2 separate regions of the Mus musculus genome follow, and region 1 is linked to region 2. The links are chromatin contacts, called in public Hi-C maps. All regions are on one chromosome and are shown on one strand. Each heading gives the region's core, a stretch centred on a gene start, on an enhancer-like site or on the middle of the called end of the contact. The rest is flanking DNA. Distances are from core to core; before and after follow the strand shown.

What was found. Hi-C and Micro-C count contacts between places; a contact is called where the count stands out from the background.
Region 1: a Hi-C map of the N1E-115 cell line shows a contact between it and region 2, with 2.5 times the contacts expected there. The contact joins two enhancer-like sites. A contact is called at or near these places in 7 of 39 promoter capture datasets (the HPC-7 cell line, cranial neural crest, frontonasal cranial neural crest and 4 more), 4 of 484 Hi-C or Micro-C datasets (the G1E-ER4 cell line, the N1E-115 cell line, bone marrow-derived macrophages and 1 more) and 4 of 115 datasets of contacts at active chromatin or transcription factors (cardiomyocytes, embryonic basal ganglia, embryonic stem cells and 1 more).

Annotation. Positions count from the first base shown.
Region 1 is chr13:45,473,268-45,477,232 of GRCm38.p6, forward strand. No RefSeq gene overlaps it. Among named protein-coding and RNA genes, the nearest start is that of Gmpr, 32 kb to the right of the region's middle. Within about 2 kb of position 1,349, at least 7 of the 459 cell types and tissues checked have an H3K27ac peak or open chromatin away from gene starts, as enhancers often do. A contact at or near this core is called in the N1E-115 cell line, where this site is marked.
Region 2 is chr13:45,087,605-45,091,717 of GRCm38.p6, forward strand. No RefSeq gene overlaps it. Among named protein-coding and RNA genes, the nearest start is that of Gm34409, 14 kb to the left of the region's middle. Within about 2 kb of position 1,392, at least 39 of the 459 cell types and tissues checked have an H3K27ac peak or open chromatin away from gene starts, as enhancers often do. A contact at or near this core is called in the N1E-115 cell line, where this site is marked.

The DNA of each region.
Region 1 (3,965 bases), core at 99-2,598, 390 kb after region 2:
TTTCCTCAGCTGTGCAGAAAGAAAACACATTTATTTATTTGTTTATTTGTTTTGAGCCGGGAAGTTTTTGAGGGTACATCAAAGATCAGCTTCTTCATTTCAAAGAAAGGAAAAGACTGGATCCCTCCTGGAATATGGAGAAAACCGTGCTTTGCCTGCCATTTCTGGTAAATGCAGCATTACATCGTTGTCAGGACAAATTCGGCTTAATGATCTTAATTGGCTTTATTTTCTATTCAGGAATTGAGCACAAGCTTTCGTCTGTAAAAACAGAACAAAGGGCTGGAAAAGAACAGAAACAAAACCTAAATTGGATTAGCAGAGGGAAAGCCACTTTCCTTACAAGGTGGGGGGGGGGACGACACAGGGAGGCCCGTAGAGCAACAGGCAAACCACTGGTCCGCTAGCATCACGTGCTCAGGCTGGCATCACGTGCTCAGGCTGCCCCCCCCCCCCCCCCAGCTCCTGGGACCTCAGGTTGGGATAAGGAGTTAGGCAGGGGGAATTTTATTGTCACTTGAAACTGACCTGTTTGGTACATTTGGCTGCAGACTCTGATTTCTTGACGCTGATTTTTTTTTTTTTTTAAAGATTAGATAACTTAGTTTTAACTTGGCAACATGAAACCTTATCATGAGTCAGTCCATTTTGATTTTCATCCTGGTGTGTGCAAGAGCTGCTCCTTAAACAAAGGTCCTGGCAACACCAACTCAGTAATATGTATGTTTCTTATGTATACCTATTATATGCATATAATATGTACATATTTTAGCTATTTTTCTTGTTCCTTTAACAAAACTCCCTGATAAGAGCAACTCCGGGAGGTTTTGGCTCACAGTTTGTTGGTGAAGCCTTGGCGGCAGGCTGCTGATCACGTGACGTGCACAGTCAGGAAGCAGGGACTAGGGCGCCGAGTGCCCCGGTGTATGGTTTGCTCTCACCTGTTCACTCAGCCCACGACCTCAGTCAGTGAACAGCACACCTAGCAGAATGGGAAGCCCCTCCTTGGAGGCCTTGTGGAAGCTGCAAGACTTTGACAAAGATCTAGAGGCAATGAAGCCACCTGCCCTGTACCTGTTGTCCATGGAGGGAGACTGCATGGGAAGAAGTCCCTGCCTGCCTGGGTGGTGTCAACAGGGGCCCATAGAGCAGACCAGTAGGAGATCCTGTTGTTCTGGTTGATTGTTTGGTCAACTCTACACAAGCTAGAGTTACCTAGGAAGAGGGAACAGCAGGAGAGAAAAGCCTCCAAGGGATTGGTTGATAAGCAAGCATGTGGGACATTTTCTTGTAGAGAGTGATGGGTGGTGCCCACCATGGCAGGTGGTCCCTGTGTGTCTAAGAAAGCAGGCTTAGGTCAGCCAAGAGGAGCCAGGCTCCTTCAGTGTTCCTCTGCTTCAGCTGCTGCCTCTGCATTGTTCCTGCCCTGACTTCCCTCAGTGATGGAGTGTGGCCTGAGAGTTTACACTGGAGTAAATCCTTCCCTCCTAGAGTTGTTTTTGGTCATGGTGTTTATCACGGAAACAGAGACCCCCACCCGCCAACGACCACACCTGCTAACAGGACAAAAGGATAAACTACAGAGCCAAGAGAAGATATTGGCAGATTGGAAAGCAGACCAAGGATGAATATGTAAAATGATCAAGAAATCACAACTTCCATGCTTTAAAAAAAAAAAAAAACAAACCCAAAACAACTTAGAAAACGGATGAAAAACTAGAACAGATATTTCACAGAGGAAGAAGATATACAGATGGCAAATGAAAGTATGAGGATTTGATCAACATTATTAGCTATCAGAGAAATGCAAATTCAAAGCACAGACCATCCATCCAGAAAACTAAGCCAGCACTGGGCCTGGGAGTATAGCTCACCACGGTGAGTGTTTGCCTGGCGGGCACTGGGCACCTCACCTCTGGGTTTGATTCCCAGCAATGAATAAACTGTTATGTTCAAGTTGCAGGAACCCAAAGACAGCTGAGGAGCCAATTCTGATGCACACACAGGGATCTTTATTACAAGTTCTCAAGCAAGATCTCTCAGACTCTCACTGTCGCAGGGGGTCAGAGTGAGAGCCCCGAGTCTAGGAGTTCAGGTTGTTTATTGTGGTTGCAGCAAACTTGGGAATTTTCCATACAGGTCAGCAAGTTAATATTTTAAAAACTGCACTTCTGGCATAATCTGTAGGAACCAAACAGGATGGTCAGGTTATCTATTCTCTGCAGGATGTCTTAGGTTATCTGTTTGTACCTTGACCCTGCTTTTGTGACCTGACTGGCTGTTGCTAAGGGCAGTGGGTTGCCGTAGGATGCTCGCTCTGGAGGACTCTGTGATTTTCTGGAATTCTTGGTCTCGCACAAAATGGAGCTTATCCAAAAACAAAGTAGGTCGGGCTTAACAAAACCACGTGTAATACCCGTACTTCCAGTGTATGGGAGACAGAGACAGAAAGATGAGGAGTTCAAGGCCTGTCTGACTGGAGACTCTGTAGGAACAAGAGATGCTAAGGATGCAGAGACATCTGATCAGTCAGGATGCACTGAGAGGAAAATGGAAGATGGTGCAGGCATGCTCCGGAGATGGCTGTACTCTGGAAAATCTCAGCCACTGCTTACAAAAGCAAGCATGCAACTGTTATGTGGCCTAGTAACGCTGATCTTGGACATTTATACAGGGAAATGAAAATGTATGCGTGTGGATGTTCAGAGCGTCTTAAAGAAGGTGCAAGTCTGACCATCTACGTCTGTTCATGCTAAAAGTCGATGACCATCTATCTGTTCAATTTAATTCTATTCTTTAATAGAAAGTTGGACAAACTATCCTTGGATTTACTTCAAACATAGAATGCTGGATTTTATGCGAAGAGACCTCTTAGGCTTAGAGAAGGACACAGGGAAGTGGCCCTGCTCTGTGCCAAGCTGAGACAAGTTTGGAAGGTAGATGGTAACCCCAACTGTGGTCTCTGGGAAGAGCAGCCCAGAGTTTTAGTCAAGGAAACCGAGGCGGGAACTCCAGCTGGAAGTAGAGACCAAGGATGGAACACTGGCCCGATGCTCATGAGGCCTTAGGGTCAGTGCCCAGTGCAGAAATAAACTTCTGCCTCCGGCTCAGGCTTGGCCTCAGGGCATTCAGAAGCCCAAGCAAGGGCAGGGCAGGGACAACAGTGGGAAAAGTTGTCACAACAGTGGAACATAAGAGTGTCCTCTTCCTCTCTATCATGATCAGATATCTAGTCACCCGGGTTCTTCTGTCTCTCTAGGGACAGGGTCATACATGTTATACATACTAGACAATACTTTCTATACATATAAATACATTATATACATACTAGACAATATGTTATATATACTCAGACAATATATGATATATATATAAATAATTCATGATATATGCATAGGTAAAACATGACATAATTTAGGCAACACATGATATGCATGCTAGACAATACATGATGTACATCTAGACAATATGTGATATACATACAACAATATATGATACACATATAGACAATATGTGATATATAGGTAATACATGATATATATGTGTGTGTGTGTAATATATACATATAGACAACACATGATATACATGCTAGACAATATGTAATATACATATAGACACTACATGGTATATATGCTAGTCAATACATGAATACATATACACAATACATGTTGACAATACATGATATACATATAGACATATATGTACATATGTCTTATGTTAGATAATACTATAGTAAATGACATGGGTGTTCTGAACCCTGTGTCTTTGCTGTCTGTAGAGTCTGAGGTCCCCTGGCGTGTGCCAGCTGTAAAGTTTGTTCTGTTGTTGGCCAAAGCTCATCTCTTCTGTCTGGGCAACTCACGCAGTGTTTCTGAGTGCTTTCTACATAAGTTATGGGACCATAGCAGAGTTTCCCAACTCTTCTGAGTCACTTTCTGATCCTTTAGTGTCTTGCCCACCTCTGG
Region 2 (4,113 bases), core at 142-2,641:
ATTGTGGGGATGAATAAGAAGGGAAAGATGTGGCTTGAGAGTTATATATTTGCATGTCGAGCTGACAAGGGGTCAGTTGTGCTGTCTGGTCTTAAGTCAACTTGACACACAAACTAGAGTTATATAATAGAAGGGAACCTTAATTGGGAAAATGCTTCCGTTAAGTTCTGGGTGAGGCGTCTTTTTTAGATTAGTGATTGATGGGAGATAGTGGATAGTGCCATCCTTGGGCAGGTGGTCCTGGGCTCTCTAAGAAAGAAGGCTGAGCAAGCCAGGAGGAGTATACCAGTAAGCAGCACCTTCCATGGCCTCTGCATCAGCTCCTGCCTCTAGGTTCCTACCCTGTTTGAGTTCCTGTACTGACGTCTTGCAATGAGGAACAGTGCTGTGGAAGTGTAAGCCAAATAAACCCTTTCTTCCCTACGTTGCTCTTTGGTCACGATGTTTCGTCACAGCAATACAAGCCATAACTATAACATGTGGTCAAAGGACAACATGTGGAAAAATTTCTCTCCTATCATTCTGTAGATTCCATTGAACTCAGGTTATCAGAATTGACAGAATACCTTTACCACCTGAACCTTTTTTGTTGTTGGTTGTTTTGAGATCAGATCTCCTGACTTTCCTTGAATTCACCATGTAGATCAAGCTGGCTTTGAACTTGGGGCAACTCTTCTGACTCTACCTACTGAATGTTTAGTTATGGGGTGGGGTCTGTTTCTAATAAGAAGGGAAAAACTTATAAAGAAAACGTAAGAACCTTCATTAGAGTATTAAAAAGGAAATGTATACTGAAACATCATCTATGACCTTAGAAAGTTTTATTTACCCCAGTGATAAAATAGAAGTGAATATGTTTTAATTCCAGCCATGTGACTATCGGTGACCTTTGCATAGATGTGTATATTGTCTTGCAAAACACTCTCAGTTTGCATCTATAACTTCATTTGATTCTTTTTGTTGTCCTTTCTTTTATTTTTATGTGTATGGGTGCTTTTTCTTCCTGTATTAAGCACTCCATGTGCATAGAGCACTCCCAGAAACAAGAAGTGGGTGCTGCATTTTATAGAATGGGAGTTATATAAGGTCATGAGCTGCCATGTGGGTGCTGGCAATCAAACTGTCGTCGTCCCGTCCCCCCCCCCCCCCCCCCCCCAGAGAGCAGCAAATGCTATTAACCACTGAGTCATCTCTTCAGTTCCTGGTGTGTGTGTGTGTGTGCACATGATGCAGGTACAAAGGGGAAATCAGAGTACAACTTGCTGGAGTCTGTTCTCATTAGGTCCCAAGTGCCCCTATCCAAACTCTCCAATGTCAGCACCCCTGACAGTTGTGGATTGCAGCGTCAGCTTGGCTCTGGCTGGACTCTGACTTGGGTAAACATTCAGCACTCCTCAGAGACCTGCAAAACTGGATTTTGTCTGTTGGGAGAGGTTATCACTTCCCTAATCTCTCCCCACTTCTGGCAAATGAGCCATTGAGTTCTCTATTAGGTAAATAAATACCTGTGAAGCAAAGGTTACTGGCCTCTGCTGGACATTTCTGGCTTGCAAACCTCCCCCTCCTCCACTGCCCGGAACTTCCAGAGTCCTCTGGAAAGCCAACTCCTGACCCCTTGTAGTTACCAGTTATGGGTGGTTTTTGTTTCTTTGTTTTTTTTTTTTTAAACCAGTAGGGCTTTGCCTGCTCCTTGCTGCTTTTTTCTCCTCCTGAGAGATAACTGCACAGCTGTTTCATTTCCCCAGGAAACCTTTCTGCCCACGGAGTGGCCTCATTTGGTGGTCTCACACTTACAACTCCCTCTTTGTACCATGCGGATTCCAGGGATCACACTCAGGTTATTAGGCCTGGCAGTAAGGGTTTTTCATCCTCTGAGCCATCTAGCTGGCCCCATTGGGCTCTTAAAACAGGCCTGTCAAATGGGGTGATGTTTCTATCATTATTTTATGGGAGAAGTGTTCTGACTCCCAAGCACAGTGAGAATAACATATAGAAGAACTGAATACTTAGGAACCTCATGCCAGCCAGGCCGAGTGAGGTTCAGGCTTTGGCTCTCTTGAGTATAGCTTCTGCCCAAGGTCCCTGTTCCCTCATATTGTAAAAATAAAGGCCCTTCCTGCCCTCTAATCCCGAGGTCTTGAGAGACGATGAATTGCCTTGGAAGTCTTTAACCTTCTGATCCCCTAATTGCTCTCCAGAGATAAAGGTACATATTTAAACTAATCTCTCCTTGTCGTCACTGGACCCATACCGAAGTCACTACCAATATCCTTTTATCTCTTTGGTAAGTCGGCAGAGCTCGTTTCCCCTGTGCACACTGGTGTGGAAACGTGGCGTGGTACCTTCATGAGTGAGGACTTCCCACAGTGCCTCACTGACAGGGTCCAGCGCCAAGAGGAAGAGACTCCCTGGTCTTCGCTCGGTTCTCAGGGCCTGGCAAGATCTCATCTGATAGCTGCCCTGCCAACTGGCTGCCCCTTCTCCTCCGCTATCCAAATACAAGAATCATAAAATCAAAAATAGACTACAATGTGCCAAGGCGGCTCGGCTCCATCCTGCCCTTGGACTCAGGTACAGATTGTCTTTAAGTCATCCCACATTCTCCCCTGTAGAAGCTCTGTTATTTGACGACCGATTCCAGCACCAGAGGAAAAAGCCATTGGACTAGAAAGCAAGGGTCCCTTCCCCACATCCCATTTGTGTCTGAGTATAAATTATGGAGGGCACTTTAATTCTGTGCCCCAGTTTCCTGCCGTACTAGGCCTCTAATGGATTCAGCTGAAATTACATTACCTCCGGCCCCATCACCCCTGCCCCGCTTTTATAAAGCTTGCCCAGAGCAGGCTGATAAATCGAGTCCTGCCAATCAGAGCAGGCTGATAAATCGAGCCCTGCCAATCAGATCACTCCATGGGCTCAAGGGGATGTTTTGAGGGGCTTCTCTAAAACCCTGTGTTCATTCCTAAGCATTTATTATGGACTTTTAAAGTGTGCAGCAAAAGCCTTGGCAACTTCCTTTCCCCCTTTTCTTTCATTTCAAGGATGCTGGTGTTCCCTACTTAGGGTGTGACAGATGCAGTTGGGACATGATGACGAATTACGGAGAACATCTGCCAAGGAGCTCCCATCCATAAACATCATGCCTCACGGGAAATGGGAGAAAGATTATAGACTTGCAGTTGGAACTACTGGGTGTGGCTCCCTGTCTGTGGCCCCTTAGTGGTGTGACCTTGTGACAAGGTGTATGGTTGTTCTGAGTTGTTTCCTTATGTGAAAGCTAGGTGTCTCTCTCTCTCTCTCTCTCTCTCTCTCTCTCTCTCTCTCTCTCTCTCTCTCTGTGTTTACATCCCCCTCAAAGGGAACATCAAGATGAAATAACATTACATGCATAAAACACCTAATACAAACCTTGCTCACAATTTGGTGCTCAGTAATGGGAGTCTCCTTCCCTCTCTGGTAATTACAGTACAACATCTGCTCAAGCATTTGTTATACCATAGTTGCCCAAATCATTGTATTCTGAGTTGTATGTTTCTAGAGCAAGAGAAAATTAAGGCTCTGATCTTCTACATCTACGGTGTCTTAGGGGTGGCGTGGTGGTGGGGGCAATGGGACCATAGGATGTTAATGTCATGGGGTTTCATTGAGCTTCCAGGGGCAGACTCCATGGAAAGATTAGGGTCCCTCTATGGCTTCACACTAAGGCTAAGCAATTTATGCACTGTCCTTGAGGGATAAGGAACCTCCTCTGAGGTCTCGGAGACAGGAACGACACGGACACCAAGGCGGGTTCACGCAGCACCTTCTTTTACTTCAGGCTTTTTCCTTTACAGCTCTCTTCCCCAGCAGCTTCTTCTACTACCTCTTGCAGCAAGGGTTAAACTCCTATTACAACAGCCTCTCTTACTACTACTTCTACTCACAGCAAGGGCTAAAACTATATTCCCCAACGACTCACCTCCTTCTAGCTCCTCCCCACCTCATCCAATCAGAATTCACACACGCTCCAGGCATGAGCTCAGGTCATTCACAGATAGGCTGACAGGTCCGGATCATGAGGAAAGGTCCAGCCTGGCAGGCAGCCCATGCATGTAGCCTCACTGTGCACGCTCG